5 separate regions of the Mus musculus genome follow, and regions 2, 3, 4 and 5 are each linked to region 1. A link is a contact called in public HiCAR-type and promoter capture Hi-C data. All regions are on one chromosome and are shown on one strand. The core of a region is the stretch at or near the end of the contact, and the rest is flanking DNA. Distances in the headings are between cores, read along the strand shown. Region 1 holds the start of Heatr5b (HEAT repeat containing 5B). Region 2 holds the start of Sos1 (SOS Ras/Rac guanine nucleotide exchange factor 1). Region 3 holds the start of Atl2 (atlastin GTPase 2). Region 4 holds the start of Gemin6 (gem nuclear organelle associated protein 6). Region 5 holds the start of Morn2 (MORN repeat containing 2).

The links. Promoter capture Hi-C pulls out the DNA fragments that hold promoters and counts their contacts. HiCAR-type assays count read pairs that join an accessible place to other places.
Region 2: a contact with region 1 is called in a promoter capture Hi-C map of liver, with 7 times the contacts expected there. The contact joins the promoter of Sos1 here to the promoter of Heatr5b in region 1. A contact is called at or near these places in 2 of 39 promoter capture datasets (liver and pre-B cells) and 1 of 9 other capture datasets (liver).
Region 3: a promoter capture Hi-C map of pre-B cells shows a contact between it and region 1, with 7 times the contacts expected there. The contact joins the promoter of Atl2 here to the promoter of Heatr5b in region 1. A contact is called at or near these places in 5 of 39 promoter capture datasets (HPC-7-derived erythroid cells, erythroid cells, hippocampal neurons and 2 more), 1 of 484 Hi-C or Micro-C datasets (embryonic stem cells), 7 of 115 datasets of contacts at active chromatin or transcription factors (astrocytes, embryonic stem cells, extraembryonic endoderm stem cells and 4 more) and 3 of 9 other capture datasets (adipose tissue, embryonic stem cells and liver).
Region 4: a contact with region 1 is called in a HiCAR-type map of astrocytes, with 6 times the contacts expected there. The contact joins the promoter of Gemin6 here to the promoter of Heatr5b in region 1. A contact is called at or near these places in 5 of 39 promoter capture datasets (3T3-L1-derived adipocytes, hippocampal neurons, liver and 1 more), 1 of 484 Hi-C or Micro-C datasets (B cells) and 1 of 115 datasets of contacts at active chromatin or transcription factors (astrocytes).
Region 5: a promoter capture Hi-C map of liver shows a contact between it and region 1, with 8 times the contacts expected there. The contact joins the promoter of Morn2 here to the promoter of Heatr5b in region 1. A contact is called at or near these places in 5 of 39 promoter capture datasets (the C10 cell line, hippocampal neurons, liver and 1 more), 1 of 115 datasets of contacts at active chromatin or transcription factors (astrocytes) and 2 of 9 other capture datasets (adipose tissue and liver).

What each region holds. Positions count from the first base shown.
Region 1 is chr17:78,834,090-78,836,789 of GRCm38.p6, forward strand. Heatr5b (HEAT repeat containing 5B) reads right to left here and starts at 1,292. Exons shown (of 36, transcript NM_001081179.1): 1 at 1,217-1,292; 2 at 7-154. The coding sequence starts at 132. Gpatch11 (G patch domain containing 11) reads left to right here and starts at 1,427. Exons shown (of 10, transcript NM_181649.6): 1 at 1,427-1,589.
Region 2 is chr17:80,479,094-80,481,793 of GRCm38.p6, forward strand. It overlaps Sos1 (SOS Ras/Rac guanine nucleotide exchange factor 1), which reads right to left and starts at 1,360. Exons shown (of 22, transcript NM_009231.2): 1 at 744-1,360. The coding sequence starts at 830.
Region 3 is chr17:79,894,839-79,897,538 of GRCm38.p6, forward strand. Atl2 (atlastin GTPase 2) reads right to left here and starts at 1,285. Exons shown (of 13, transcript NM_019717.3): 1 at 1,071-1,285. The coding sequence starts at 1,188. It also overlaps a transcript of Gm41625 not described here.
Region 4 is chr17:80,223,074-80,225,773 of GRCm38.p6, forward strand. It overlaps Gemin6 (gem nuclear organelle associated protein 6), which reads left to right and starts at 1,378. Exons shown (of 3, transcript NM_026053.4): 1 at 1,378-1,597; 2 at 2,548-2,691. The coding sequence starts at 2,567.
Region 5 is chr17:80,288,766-80,291,465 of GRCm38.p6, forward strand. It overlaps Morn2 (MORN repeat containing 2), which reads left to right and starts at 1,447. Exons shown (of 5, transcript NM_194269.2): 1 at 1,447-1,572. Dhx57 (DEAH (Asp-Glu-Ala-Asp/His) box polypeptide 57) reads right to left here and starts at 1,711. Exons shown (of 24, transcript NM_001163759.1): 1 at 1,291-1,711.

The sequences.
Region 1 (2,700 bases), core at 42-2,541:
GCTTACCTTGTTGGCAGCAACTAGGACTTTATCAAGAAATCTCAACCATTCAAAGATGAACACGGGTCTCTTTGCCTCCGTGATCTGAGCCAAAGCTTCCTCATTTAGCAATAAACTGTGAGCTAGCTCCATTATTGATGTTCTTAATTCACACCTTAAATGAACAGATTCGTTTTTTAAAAAAAGAGTAAAATATATTCTAAGGAATTTTTAATTTATGTGTAGGAGTGTTTTGCCCAAATGTATGTATACACATACATACATACATACATACACACACACACACACACACACACACACACACACACACACACATATATATATATACAGGGTGTTGGCTCCCCCTAGAACTGGAGTTACAGATGGTTGTGAGTCATCTTGTGGGCGCTGGAAATCAAACCCAGGTCCTTGTCAAAAGCAACAAGTATTCTTAATCACGGATTCCTTTCTCCAGCCCTTACATGTAAGGATTTCTTAAATATTAAATGTCAAGTTTCATAAATGCAACCACTAAGCTAGGGAAAGAAAGCGTGGTTTCATTTCTCATTAGAGAACTAACTTTGAAAGGACAATGATTTAAAAGAAAGAAAGAAAGAAAGAAAGAAAGAAAGAAAGAAAGAAAGAAAGAAAGAAAGAAAGAAAGAAAGAAAGAAAGAAAGAAAGAAAGAAAGAAAGAAAGAAAGAAAAAACTGGCGATAAGAATGGAATGAAAGGAAAATGTAAATACTGCAAAAAAGGCACTATTCCGGGGCGGTTGTTTCCCTGTTAGAACACAGGCTATTAACTCATTCTACCCTGAGAACCCCGAAGCACCGAGCTCAGGCGTCTGGGGAGCTTTCTCCGCCACCCGTCCCTCGCCACCGGGACCCAGAAGAGTGACCGTAGGGTTCTGATCGGCGGAGGCGGGCCCCACGGGGACACTGCGGCAGGGGCGCCCGGGACAACCCCTCGCCCCGGGAATGCAGTGCTCCGGGTCTGGATGCACCGGGCCGCTCCGAAGACCCCGACAACTGAGAGTCTGCTGGAAACGCAAACCGGGGTCCCCGGGCCGCCCTGGGATGTCAGCCTCCCGTCGTAGGAGTCCTCGAGCTGTCAACCCCGAGGCTGAGGATCCCCGGCCTCAAAACTCGAATTCCCTCCTCAGCCCTCGGAAAATGTCCTGGGACCCAGGGATGTCACAGCCTGCAGGCTCTGACAGCGCGCGAGACCGCCTCACCTCCTGGTCTAGTCCGAGCCGAGCAGCCAAGCTCCGCTCTGCCGAGGGACCCGGATGCCCCGCCTCCCAAACTCCGGCCCTCAGGAAGCCGGGAGACGACGCATGCGCGAGACACAGGTCCTGCGGACCGGCCCGCCCCCACGTCCTCTTAGCCCCGCCCACCCCAAGTTTCGAAGCGAATCGGCTGTCGGGGACGAGTGGGATGTTTGTGGGTCCTGCGCCAATTGCACGGCGCATGCGCAGCGCGACCTCCGCGGAGCTGGTTCCGGGCAGTAAAGCTCCGGCTTCAGGGTGTGCGGGCGCTCAGGAGAATGACAGAGGTCGGTGCAAGTTGGCTGTGACTGCCTATCACAGCGTCAGCTACGCCCCATCCGTAAGTGGTCGTTTTGGTGGGAGGGTGCAGGAGGGAGGAGAGCGGGAGGGAAGAAAGAGCCTGCGATGCCCGAGGCACCCACAGGAGAGTTAGCCCAGCTCTGTGTGTTCTGTAGCTCTGCTTCAAACTCGGTGCTCAATACTGAAATACGCTAGCAGCACCTATAATCGTCCTGTTGAGAAAGTGGTTGCTCCATTATTTCGGAACAGGCAAAGCGCTTCACCTAAACTTGCTCTGGCTCTTTGACACACACCACCTCCAACCATCAACAGATGCTGCGTGATTTACCCCCTCAGACCCAGAATCCTGACCACTTCGCTGTTGTGACTCTTAAGTGAGGGGTCAGGCCACCAGCATCCCTACCTGGGTTATCTATCGACTTGTGGAGTTTATTCTTATATTTGAAGGAAGTGGATAATGCTAGTGTATGTTGTCCTCATAGGAGGGGAACCTTCACATTTTAAGACCCAATTCCTTATTCTTTTCTCTCTCTCTCTTTTTCTTTCTTTCCTTCTTCCTTCCTTTTTTTTTTTTTTAAGATTTATTTATTATATAGCGTTCTGCCTGCATGTATGCCTACAGGCCCAAAGAGGGCACCAGATTTCATTATAAATAGTTATAAAGCCACCATGTAATTGAACTCAGGACCTCTAGAAGAGCAGACAGTTCTTTTAACCTCTGAGCCATCTCTCCAGCCCCCTTATTCCACTTCCTAACATAATGTCCTCACTATTGGTAATTAACTTCCTCAAACCGTATCATTTAATGAATCTACAGTGCCCCCAGCTGTGAAGTTTCAGTGTGATTTTATGTGAAAATTATATGTAAAAGATGGAATAACTATAAAAGGCAGAGCTTTAAAAGTAACATGTAATCCCTTGTACTTTTGTAAGTGTGTGTGTGTGTATTTTTACACAGGTAGATCATACTGTCCTCGAACTGCTGGGTGCTGAAATCACACCAGAGGGCCACCATGTCTGTGGAGTTAAATGCTTCCCTTAAAAATAATCTAGTTTGAATTAGAGATTTAGCTCAGTTATAAAGCACATTCCTTGCTTGTATGAGGCCCTGGATTCAACACCCATCTCAGCAATTACAACCTCGTTCCGTT
Region 2 (2,700 bases), core at 110-2,609, 1.6 Mb after region 1:
GTTTCAGATGTCTTAGTACAGTATTTACTATGTCACTAAGTGTTGCTGTAGAAGCTGTTAAAATGTAGCAACATTCACGAATAACTTTAACCACTGGCAAACAAAAATCCAAAATGCCTAACCAAAGGACAGACAGTTGCTTTAGAAGCTTTTAAAATGTAGCAACATTTCCAAATAAAAAGATGCAAAACACCAAACCAAATGACGTTCAAAGATTCTCAGACACTTCAAAAGAACCAATCTGAATACAGTGGCATGTGCATCACCGCTGTAATGGGGGAGGGGGTCAAGAAAACGGGGAGTTATGACTGAGGACGAGCACAGCCGAGCAGGCCATGTTCTTGCTGGCAGGCAACCTCGCAATTACTTAGGCAAGCACTGTGGCCAAGGCACTTTCGAGCCAGTGAGAGTACCGGACTCCTAAAACGAGAGGTTGACCGCAGTTCGGAAGATCGAGAAGGTAGGCAATGGCCTTCGTTGACCTCCACGGAAAACCGAGGCTCCTCCAACCCCCGCCTCCGCGCTTGGATGATCCAGACCAACCCTCCCCGACTGTGTGCGGCCTTCCCACGCACCCCGGGCGAGTGTCAACAGCTGGAGCAGCGGACGCGGGGAACCTCGCAGCCCGAGCAGACCTCCCCGAGATCCGAGACCGGGAAGAAAGACGACAGTGGCGCCCCGCCTCCCCACCCTCGCCCAGCCCCGCGCGGACTGCGGCCGGGAAGCGGGTTCCGCGCCCCTACCTTTTTCAGCGCAGGCACCAGCAGCCCCCGCCACTTGGGCGCGTTCTCCTCGCTGAAAAACTCGTAAGGCAGCTGCTGCGCCTGCATGGTGCCCGCGGGGCGCCTCGGGGCGGGCGGAGGGGCGGCGGCTCGCGGCGCGGAGAAGGGCCACAGCCCGTGCACGGCCCGGCCCCCTCGGGGCGCCGCGCGGCCCGGCTAGCGCTGGCGAGGAGTCTGGGGGGCGAGGCCCGCGGCCGGACACCCACCCGACACGCGCGCCGCTCGCCGAGAGCCAACGCAACCCGGCGGCGGCGGCGGCGGCATCCCGCACCACCGCCCCGGGGCAGGCCCCCCGCTCCGCCCCGGGCCGCCCTCCGCCGGGGCTGCGCTCCCCGGCACGGCCTGGCCCGCCGAGAGACGGCGCGTGGATGGACGCTCCGGCCGGTGGCGCCCGCTCGCCAGCGGGGAACTCAAGCGAGAGGCCCAGAACGGGACGAAGCGGGAGCAGGGGTCGGTGGGGAACGGGGAGGGCCCGAGGTCGCTGCCGGGGAATCCGGCCGCTTGGCCGTCGCCGCCGCTGCTGCTACCGCTGCCGCTGCCGCCGCCGGTGTAGCGCCGGAGCTTCCTACTAGCAAACTGAACCTGCTCGCAACTGAGCATGCGCCGCTGGCCCGGGCCGGTTCGCTCCGGGTTTTCCGGCTGCCCGCGGATGAGGAGGGGTGCGCGCCAGAGGCTGGGGAGGGCACTCGCAGAGGCGGGGCTGAAGGACCCTGAAGGCGAACCCGCGACCCGAGAACCTGGGTGTGGGGGCCTGCGAGCAGGCGAAGCGCCCCTTTTGTGTGGTCCCACAGCCCGGGAGCCCATCCAGCTCTAGGAGATCCTAGGCCCTGTGTTTCAGAAAAGGGGTGTGTGTACTTTGTTCCCAGCACGAAGATAAGGAGTGCCCCGAGCATGCACTGTATACTAAACAGATTGCACAAAAGATAGATCCCTCTCACAAAAACAAAACAAAACAAAACAAAAAAAAAAAAAAAACAAAAGGCCCGACTGCTCAGTGTTTGTCTAGTGGGAGGAGAGATTGCCTGTTTCCATCTGCCTTTCCATGCCATGAGGACGTAACGCATACGTGTAGTATTTATTGATCATGTGTCTATTCAAACCCACAAGCTTTTATTTATGGATTTAGTCCATCCTGCTTGGGATCTTTCATAGCTTCAACTGGATAATTAGCTTCTGGAAGGGAGGGATTTCCCCCCAGCCCTCACCTCGCCTTGGTACAGGACCCAGGATAGAGATATGAAAATCACAGAATGCTATAAAAGCAGTATCTATGAATTGTCCGTCCATCCTAAGGATGGACTTGCTTCCTGTAGTGGCACTGTGCAACGCTGTGGCACATGTGCTCTATCATTGAACGCTTTCTTAGTAAAACGTCTTAGTTTTCAGTTTTCATTTCATAGATGAGAAGACAGTTGGAAGAACCATGCTGTTTTGTAGTACAATAAACAAGATCTCACAGATGAAAAATGTTTGAAACCACCATCTTTTAGACTACCTCTTAGGATCTGAATGAAATCTACAAGCCTTTCCTTTTATAATACATGTACAGATTTGCATCTTAAAAAAAAAGAAGTCCCCCTCATTTTGAACGTGTTCAGTAATAGTTTGAAGTCCATCCATTAACCATCAGAGTAGTAAGACAACAGCAGACCTGCTGGTGGGAGGGCTCAGCCAGGAAAGAGCAGGTGCAGCCAAGACTGGGAACCCAAGTTCTGTCTTAGATACCCAAACGCTGGGAGCAGAAAAACTGACTCCCAGAAGTTCGTCTGATCTCTACACATGGCCAATGGCAGGTGCACCACACACAAGATAAATATAATTTTTTAAAGAGAAAGGCAGAGGAATTATAGCTTAGGAAGGACTTAGAAAAGGAATTTCAGAGAACAACTGATATATCAGTTATTTTCAACAACTGGTT
Region 3 (2,700 bases), core at 35-2,534, 1.1 Mb after region 1:
TACTCTACGCTTATCTTGACCTCAGGTATCTAACCCTAAGCCCTTACGATTTCTAAGCCTTTGAAAAACTTTTCCGCCTTTAACCATCGCAACTCTCAATAAGGACTTCGTGCGTTCAATTCGCACCACGGTGAAAGATCAAATGCTACACTCCTAAAAATAGGGGTGCTGTGAGTGAGAGCAACACACAACACCGCGCTGCCAACGCAACTGCGTCTTCGACGGGGTAGGGGCGCCATGTACACACACATACAGTAGGAGCTCACATTCAGCAAAACCCAGGAACGACGGGATCAGGTGACTTCAAACCAGACACTCTCAGCCTGAAGCGAATGACTCGCAGCCCCAGGGCTCCTAACCCCAGTCTGACAACCGGAGCCAACACTTGCAACCCTGGCCAATCCACGCACAACTCGTGCGAATGGGTTCGGCGGAGCCAAGAGCTGGTGAAGCTGAAGCTGAGCCCGGGCCCCAGCCCTGGCCTGCGGACTGCGGCTCCCATCGGGAAGGAAGGGTGTGTGAGTGTGTGTGGTGTGTGTGTGGAGAGAGCTCTGCGACCTGGCAGCCAGGTGCCAGCGGTTCCCGCGTCCACCGCCACCGCGGGGCCCAGCGCGTCCCGCTCGTCCCTCCCTTCCCGGCCCGCGTCAGGCACCCAGGGCAGTGAGTGCCCGCCGGGTGACCGATCCCGTACCGCCCGCCGACCTCCGCGCGTCCCGGCCCCGTGGCCCCGGCTCAAGGCCGCCCCCTTGGGTCGGGGCGGACACCGCGGCGGCCACGCGGCGGCGGCGGGCAGGGGGCCGGGCTGCCCGTTCCCCCGGCAGCTGGGAGAGCCGAGGCCCGCGGGCCGCCCTCTCAGGCCGCGCGGCGGAGCGTGGGGCGCGGCTGCCGCTAGGCCCTGCGAGCGAGCGAACGAGCGTGCGAGCGAACGGGCGGCCGCGGCGGCCAGAGCCGAGCCGAGCCCAGCCAGCCGCGGTCTTCGACCCCAGCGGGCGACCGGTGCCCGCCAGCCCGAACGGCCGCAGCCTCCCCGACTCCCGGCCCCCCGTGGCCTCGGCCCCTCCGGCCCGTACCTAGGGAGGTCGTAGACGAGACGTGGTTAACTCCGACGCTCGAGTCGCTGGTCTGTCGCCGGCGCCTCAGCCCCTGCTGCGGCTGCTGCCTTCGCGCTGCCTCGTCCCCCTCCGCCATCTTGTACCGATTTAAAATTAACTCCCCACTGACGTCAAACGCCGCCGCCGCTTTATCAACCTCCCGGGAGCCGGCGGGGCGGCCTGCGGGTCCTAGCGCCGCCCTCTGACTTGCGCGGCCCAGACACGCCCAGCCACGCCCATCAGCGCCCTCGCTCCTCCTCCGCCCGGGCCAACCTGCCGCGGAGCTCCGCAGCTCTCAGACTTCTAAGGAAGAGTTGGGGAACCCCCACTGCGGCCGGCGCCATCCCGTCCCTACCTTCCCGCTCTCGGGGCCACACCCCCTTGCCGCAGGGCGGAGAAGGCATCTCCAGTCCCTCCTTTCCCAATTCTCTTCGCATCTCTAACGTTGACTCTGCACGTGAGGTTACATTCGCATCCTTTCCCTCCTAGCTTTCTTACCCCCAGCCCTCTTCCCTGCGAAGCCAGTGCCTGGCTTCTCCTGATATCTTGGCCCTACACAGAAAGGTTTTCTCTTTCCACCACTATCCTACAATTTGTTTGCATTGGCTCCCCATCGCCTTCTGAGGCTACTTTACCCTCTCAACTATGCATATCTGAAACCCAAAAAAATACCGCTCTGATCAGAGAAGGAATTCTAATACATCCTCTCCTAACTGTGATGAACCTTCTTCTGGGGATCCACTGGCATCATGTAGAAAGTTCGAGAAACTTTATAACAGATACGTCAACCTGTGGAGGCAGCTGTGGAACACAGTTCTTAGTCTCATGAATTTGTACCACAACCATGGCTGCAGGAGAAAATCCTTTTCTCTTGAAAAAGTGGGAGCCCAGGTGTCCAAATGATTGTCTTACCCCAACCTCTTAAGCCTATACTTTGCAACCTTTAATTCCACAAAACCTCTAGAAAAAAACCGTTAGTGTCATCAAACTTTGGAGGGCATCATTCCAGATGGGCTTTGGTTGAACTGTCTGGGGATTAAGTCACCTGTTCTCTATCTTTGGAGACACAGATTGTGAGTTCCTTCTGCACTAACTCTGTGTGCTGCTCCCATGTTTCCTGAGCAACCTAGTAAGGGACTTGCTTGATAGTAGGTGTGCTTGCTTGCTTGCTTTTCTTTTCTTTCCTTTCCTTTTCTTTTCTTTTCTTTTCTTTTCTTTTCTTTTTTCTTCTCTTTTTGTTTGGTGGTGGTGGTTTTTCAAGACATAGTTTCTCTGTATAAACCTCTGTATAAGCCTTGGCTATCCTGGAACCCATTTTACAGACAAGGCTGGCCTCAAATTCACAGAGCTTGCCTACCCCTGCCTCTTGAGCGCTGGGATTAAAGGCATGGACCCCCACGCCTGACCTTAGATTTTCTTTCATAATCTCTCTCTGTGATAACTATTGGAGATTGTACACTCCGCGGTGTGCAGGTGCTTGGGCATGAAAGAAGATGTCAAGATGAGGATTTTTGCCTTCAAAGACCAAAATCCCATTTATTGTCAGTGGTTACATGACACTGAGCACACCCTATCAGATATCCTGGGAAAGTTAGTCATTCCCAAAGCT
Region 4 (2,700 bases), core at 128-2,627, 1.4 Mb after region 1:
TGTAGCAGGGCTGGCCTAGAACTCACTATGTAGACTAATTGATCCCAAACTCCCTGCCTACCTCTGCTTTCCACAAGCTTGGATTAAAGTCCTATGCACCACATGTGGCCCAAATGCAACTTAAATTTCTGATAATTTGGACAGAGTAGGGACATGTCCTTGTTTCAAAAGGGGAAGAAAACATAAGCCAAACAGGTTTGCAGTAAAGAATGAAACTTAAAATGCAACTGAACAGTTGTCACAAATCAGTTGTAGATTTTTATTCTGTAGTTTTAAAGGTCAAACATTTTCTCCCACACTCTTAATAACTTGGAATTTACATTAGCTCTTGTAGCTTTATAGAGGGTTTTAACTGATAAACTCTAACTTAATCCATGAAATCTCATTAATATGAAGTCAATCATTCAATAAATGAAGGTTTTGGGAAGGATTATTTGATATGGAATTTCAAGTAGTAATTTTAAAAAACCGATTCATATTTAATGTTTCTGCTGCTTGGCTTGACAATCTTTTTTTTTTTTTTTTTTTTTTTTTTGAGACAGGGTTTCTCTGTGTAGCTCAGGCTGTCCTGGAACTCACTTTATAGACCAGGCTGGCCTCGAACTCAGAAATTCGCCTGCCTCTGCCTCCCGAGTGCTGGGATTAAAGGCGTGCGCCACCACGCCCACCTCTGGCTTGACAATTTTATAGCTCAGTTTTTGTTCATCGCCCTTGGTGGGTTTTTTTGTTGTAGTTGTTGTCTTGGCGGGGGAGAGGGTTGTTTTTTTCTCTTTTCAGTATAGGCAGAATCTTAGCATTTACTGCCTTGCACCACTTTTCAGTATCACAGTCTCGAAGATTCTGCAGTATGTCAGAGCCCAGTCAGCTACGTGCCCAGAAATCTGAAGCAGAAACAACATAATCCAGTGCTGCTTGGGAGGCAGAGGCAGGCGAAGTCTACAGAGTGAGTTCCAGGACAGCTAGGGCTACACAGAGAAACCCTGTCTCGAAAAAAAAAAAAAAAAAAAAATCCAGTGCTGATCTTCCCAACTTCACCACTGTTCTTGAGATTTACTGAGAACACGTCCCCAAAGGTGCACGCATTTTAACCGGCTCCAAAACGAGCTAGACCAGAATTCATGCCATTCACCTCGGCTTTTAGAGCCTTAAGGTTTACCCAGAGAGCTTTGTGTTGAATTCAGGGCAAAATCGCATTTTCATACCCCACTTAAAAAGCTTTGAGGTACGAACATTTTCCTCTTACAAAGATTTCTTGAGACGTTCACGGTGGCCAGGAGAACTCAAGTTCCCTTGGACACAACCTGCAGTGCAAGAACGGAGGCAAAGGACTACAGGATGGAGGATTCTGGGGGAAGGAAATGACGTCAGGAGCAAAGCATGCTGGGCTCAGGCGGGCCGACTCAAGCCCGCTCGGCGGCGTGTGAGCTAAGTAGAAATATAGCCAGGGTCTCTGCGGCGTTTCCCTGAGTCGTGCAGAGTTCTGGGTATGGCGGCCTCTGGACAGGACCTGGTGTTGGAGCTCTAGAGCTTCGCTAACGGGTCCTCAGCGCTTTACGAGAAAATTGGCGCAAAGCCCGTGGAGAGTCATCTAGAAAGAGTAGGTGGGAATCCGAGAACTCCGCATCAGTTATGTCTGTCAGGGGTTTAGGGCGAAATCCTTTTATCTAAGGAAAGCGGAACGGAAGTGGCTGCTTCTTCTTTTTTCTAAAAAAGATTTCTTTATTGTATATGAGCACACCACTGCTTTCTTCAGACACACCAGAAGAGGACATCGGATTCCATTACCGATGGTTTTGAGCTACCATGTGGTTGCTGGGAATTGACCTCCCAGTCGGTGCTCTTAACCGCTGAGCCATCTCTCCAGCCCCGAAGAGTTTGAGTTATCTACGGGCCAGGTTCAAAGCCAGGTTGAAAGCGGTATCCGGAATTGGGAGCAGAGGGTGGGACTAGACATGCCACAGGAGTTTTAAGAATTGTACCTGTGGCCATTCACTATTACCATCAGTCTGAATTATAAATACCCCTTCCCAGATATACTAAACAAAACATTCTCAAGAATTCTCCAAAGATAGTATCAGTTTCTTATACCCCAGATGGGCGTTTTGCTTGTTCTTCTGAGATCTGAGACGGCACACTATGTTACCAGGCTGGTCTCAGCACTACTAGTAGGTAGGGACTGTAGGTGTGAGTTAAGACTGGCTCTATGTATCAGTGCTTACTTGCATTAAGAAACTCGTTATTTTCAGGCAAATTACAGACTGCCTACAGAATGGCGATCATTAAGACATTTGCTTGGGCTGGTGAGATGGCTCAGTGGGTAAGAGCACTGACTGCTATTCCAAAGGTTCAGAGTTCAAATCCCAGCAACCACATGGTGGCTCACAACCATCCGTAAAAAGATCTGACTCCCTCTTCTGGATTGTCTGAAGACAGCTACAGTGTACTTACATATAATAAATAAATGAATCTTTAAAAATATTTTTAAAAAAAGACATTTGCTTGTGTGGAATATCCATAGTGATTAACCCAAATTGATAATGGTTCTAGATCTGGGCAACTGGTAACCATGAGCGAATGGATGAAGAAAAGCCCCTTAGAATGGGAAGATTACGTTTATAAAGAAGTGAGAGTGATAGCCTGTGAGAAGGAGTATAAAGGATGGCTTCTAACCACAGATCCAGTCTCTGCCAAGTGAGTATG
Region 5 (2,700 bases), core at 197-2,696, 1.5 Mb after region 1:
GCCTGGTCCACAGAGTGAGTTCCAAGCCAGCCAGGGCTACACAGAGAAACTGTCTTAGAAAACAAAAACAAACTAACAAACAACACCCCTCAATTATTTTAACTACTCTCTAACCCTAGATCCCCACTAGGCAAGACATCCTGAGCCCCAACCACGAGCTCTCCAAAGGACAGCAGTATATACATACACTCACAAAACCATAATGACATGAAATGATTAACATGTGACTGAAGGAATGGCACAAACTGAATTTTCAATAATCGCATTCTCCCACCCCCCTCCCCCCACCTTTATGTCTTTCCAGACAGGGTTTCTCTGTGTAAATAGCACTGGCTGCCCTGGAACTCGCTTTGTAGACCAGGTTGGCTTCAAACTTACAGAGATCCATCTGCCTCTGTTTCCAAAGGCGTGCACTACCACGCCCAGCTGCATATCGGGTTTTTGTCTTTTTGTTTTTTTTACGTAGGAAGAAAGGAAAACATCAAACATCTTACCACCCAAACCACCCAGCTGGGGTCAATTCATACATTGAGAAATGGCTGAGGAAAAAAAAAAGGCAAGAAGATTCTGTACTGACTTAAAACAAGTTGCCTCACACCAACCCAGAAAAGGTTACATTTTCAACTTGAGCTGTAATTTTCACGCAAAAATCTGAACCAAGATTTACCGATTATAGCGGCATCCGATATCACATTCCCCAGACGTTTTCTGTAGAATACAAATTAGGTTATCTAGTCCGCAGGGAGGAATCCCACTATCTATGTAGCCTGCTAAGATTTCATCTTTCTTTACCATAGACACTGGATCCAAGTTTGGCTCTAAAAGGATCCTTTGTTTCACACCCAAGTTTGGCTCCCACGTACAGCATCGTCAAGCTGAGGTGATGAAAACTGAACCCACACCGCTTGCCTCCCAGGCAAACCTCTGACCACTATACATTCCCCCAGCTCCATTCAGATACCTAGTCATGCAAGGTTCCTTTCTTCAACATCCATCTTCTCCAACCCTTTCCCCAAACAGCCCCTCGGGTCGCCACCGAGCCACAGACAGGAAATGGGGCTGGCGCCCCTCCTTTTCAACCTTGCTCGGAGCCGTGGGTGTGGACGACCTCGACTGCAGATCCCGGGGTTCCCCAGGATTCTGCAGGTCCAGGTTCACTGCCCCTGGGCTGACAGGCAGGACCATAGGGGCTGCATGGTCCTCGGATGTGATCACTAGAGAGGGGAGGCGGCAGGCGGGCCTGGCAACCCCGAACCCGCGCGGCCCCGCACATGCCACGTCAGGCCGTACCTGGCTCGTAGCGTTGCTGGCTGCGGAGCTCAGGAGGCGGCACCCAGGGTCGGGGTCCGGGCTGGGTTCAGCTTCCCTCTTGGACCTCACCCGCAGCAGCCGCCCCGCCCAGGTGTCTTCTGATTGGCTTCTTGCACTTTTGCTTCCGGGTGAGAGGTCGCCCGGTCGCCCCAGCAACCGAGGCCCGCTCTGTCCTAGAGCCCAGCTCCCTCCAGCCTGCCGAGCTGGCGAGCCTAGGGGAATCGCAGAGTCGCGAAAGCCTGTCCTTCACGTCTCCATCAAGTGAGTGCGCTTCCTCTCGGGAGCTGATGGACCCGGAGCCAGCCGCAGCATCCACTCTGGGGTGGAGGGGCACCGACAGCCCGGCGTCGGGGGATCCGGAGATACAGCGTGGGCCCCCGAGTCTGTGGGTTCGCTGTGCCTATCACTCCGGATTTGTTTCCTTTACGGTGCCAGATCAATGGCAGAGGTTCCTGCTAACTCACATAATCCAGAAATTTGAATGTGGAAACGTCACCCCCTTATTTAGAGAATATTAGTTTCTGTAATCGAACTCACACAGATAAGGTTTTACCTATGTAATACAGTGAAGTAAGCCTGTACAAATGGAAAAGAAATTAGCTTGATGTTTCTAGACTAATATGGCTGCTGATTTTGGTACAATGACAACTCAACATGGTTGAAAACACAAGTACAGTTTTCAAAAATTAAACGTGTGTTTAATATATATACATATTTAATATATTATATAATATATATTAACATATAATATATTAATATTATTTTAAATATAGGTATATGTTTATATGTGTATATATTTATATATGTGTATATATTTTTATATATGTATATATATCTATGTATATGTATAAAGAGCAATAATAGTATGTTATGCATCAGTAATAACAACAGCTTTTTCAGGTCCTGTAGTCATCTGAACAAAATTGTAGACGTCTAGCCTCGCCTTAAAAACAAACAAACAGAAAAACACCACCAAACAACTAGAAACAGCACAGGTCTGTGACCATTAGGGTACCAGCACAATATATATATGTATATAAGTATACACATATACATACATGTGTGTGTATTGTACATATATAATTATATGTATATTATATATATGTATGTATATTATAGACATATAATTAGCTTTTAAATCATCTGTAAAGAAGACATCCTGAGTAATATTGGAACCATCTTTGATAAAGCTACCAATTCATATCATGCAGCAGGTAGGAGATATTTTACACTCACATGATACAGTGCTGCCCCCACATTTGTAACACTAGAGGGCGAAAAAGGCATTTGAGACTTCTTTTTACTTTTTTCAGCAGAGGGCCAAATGCTGGTGTGACATAGCTCTGTAAAAGAAGTGCACTCTTTTAGATAGGAATTCCTTTCAGTAGT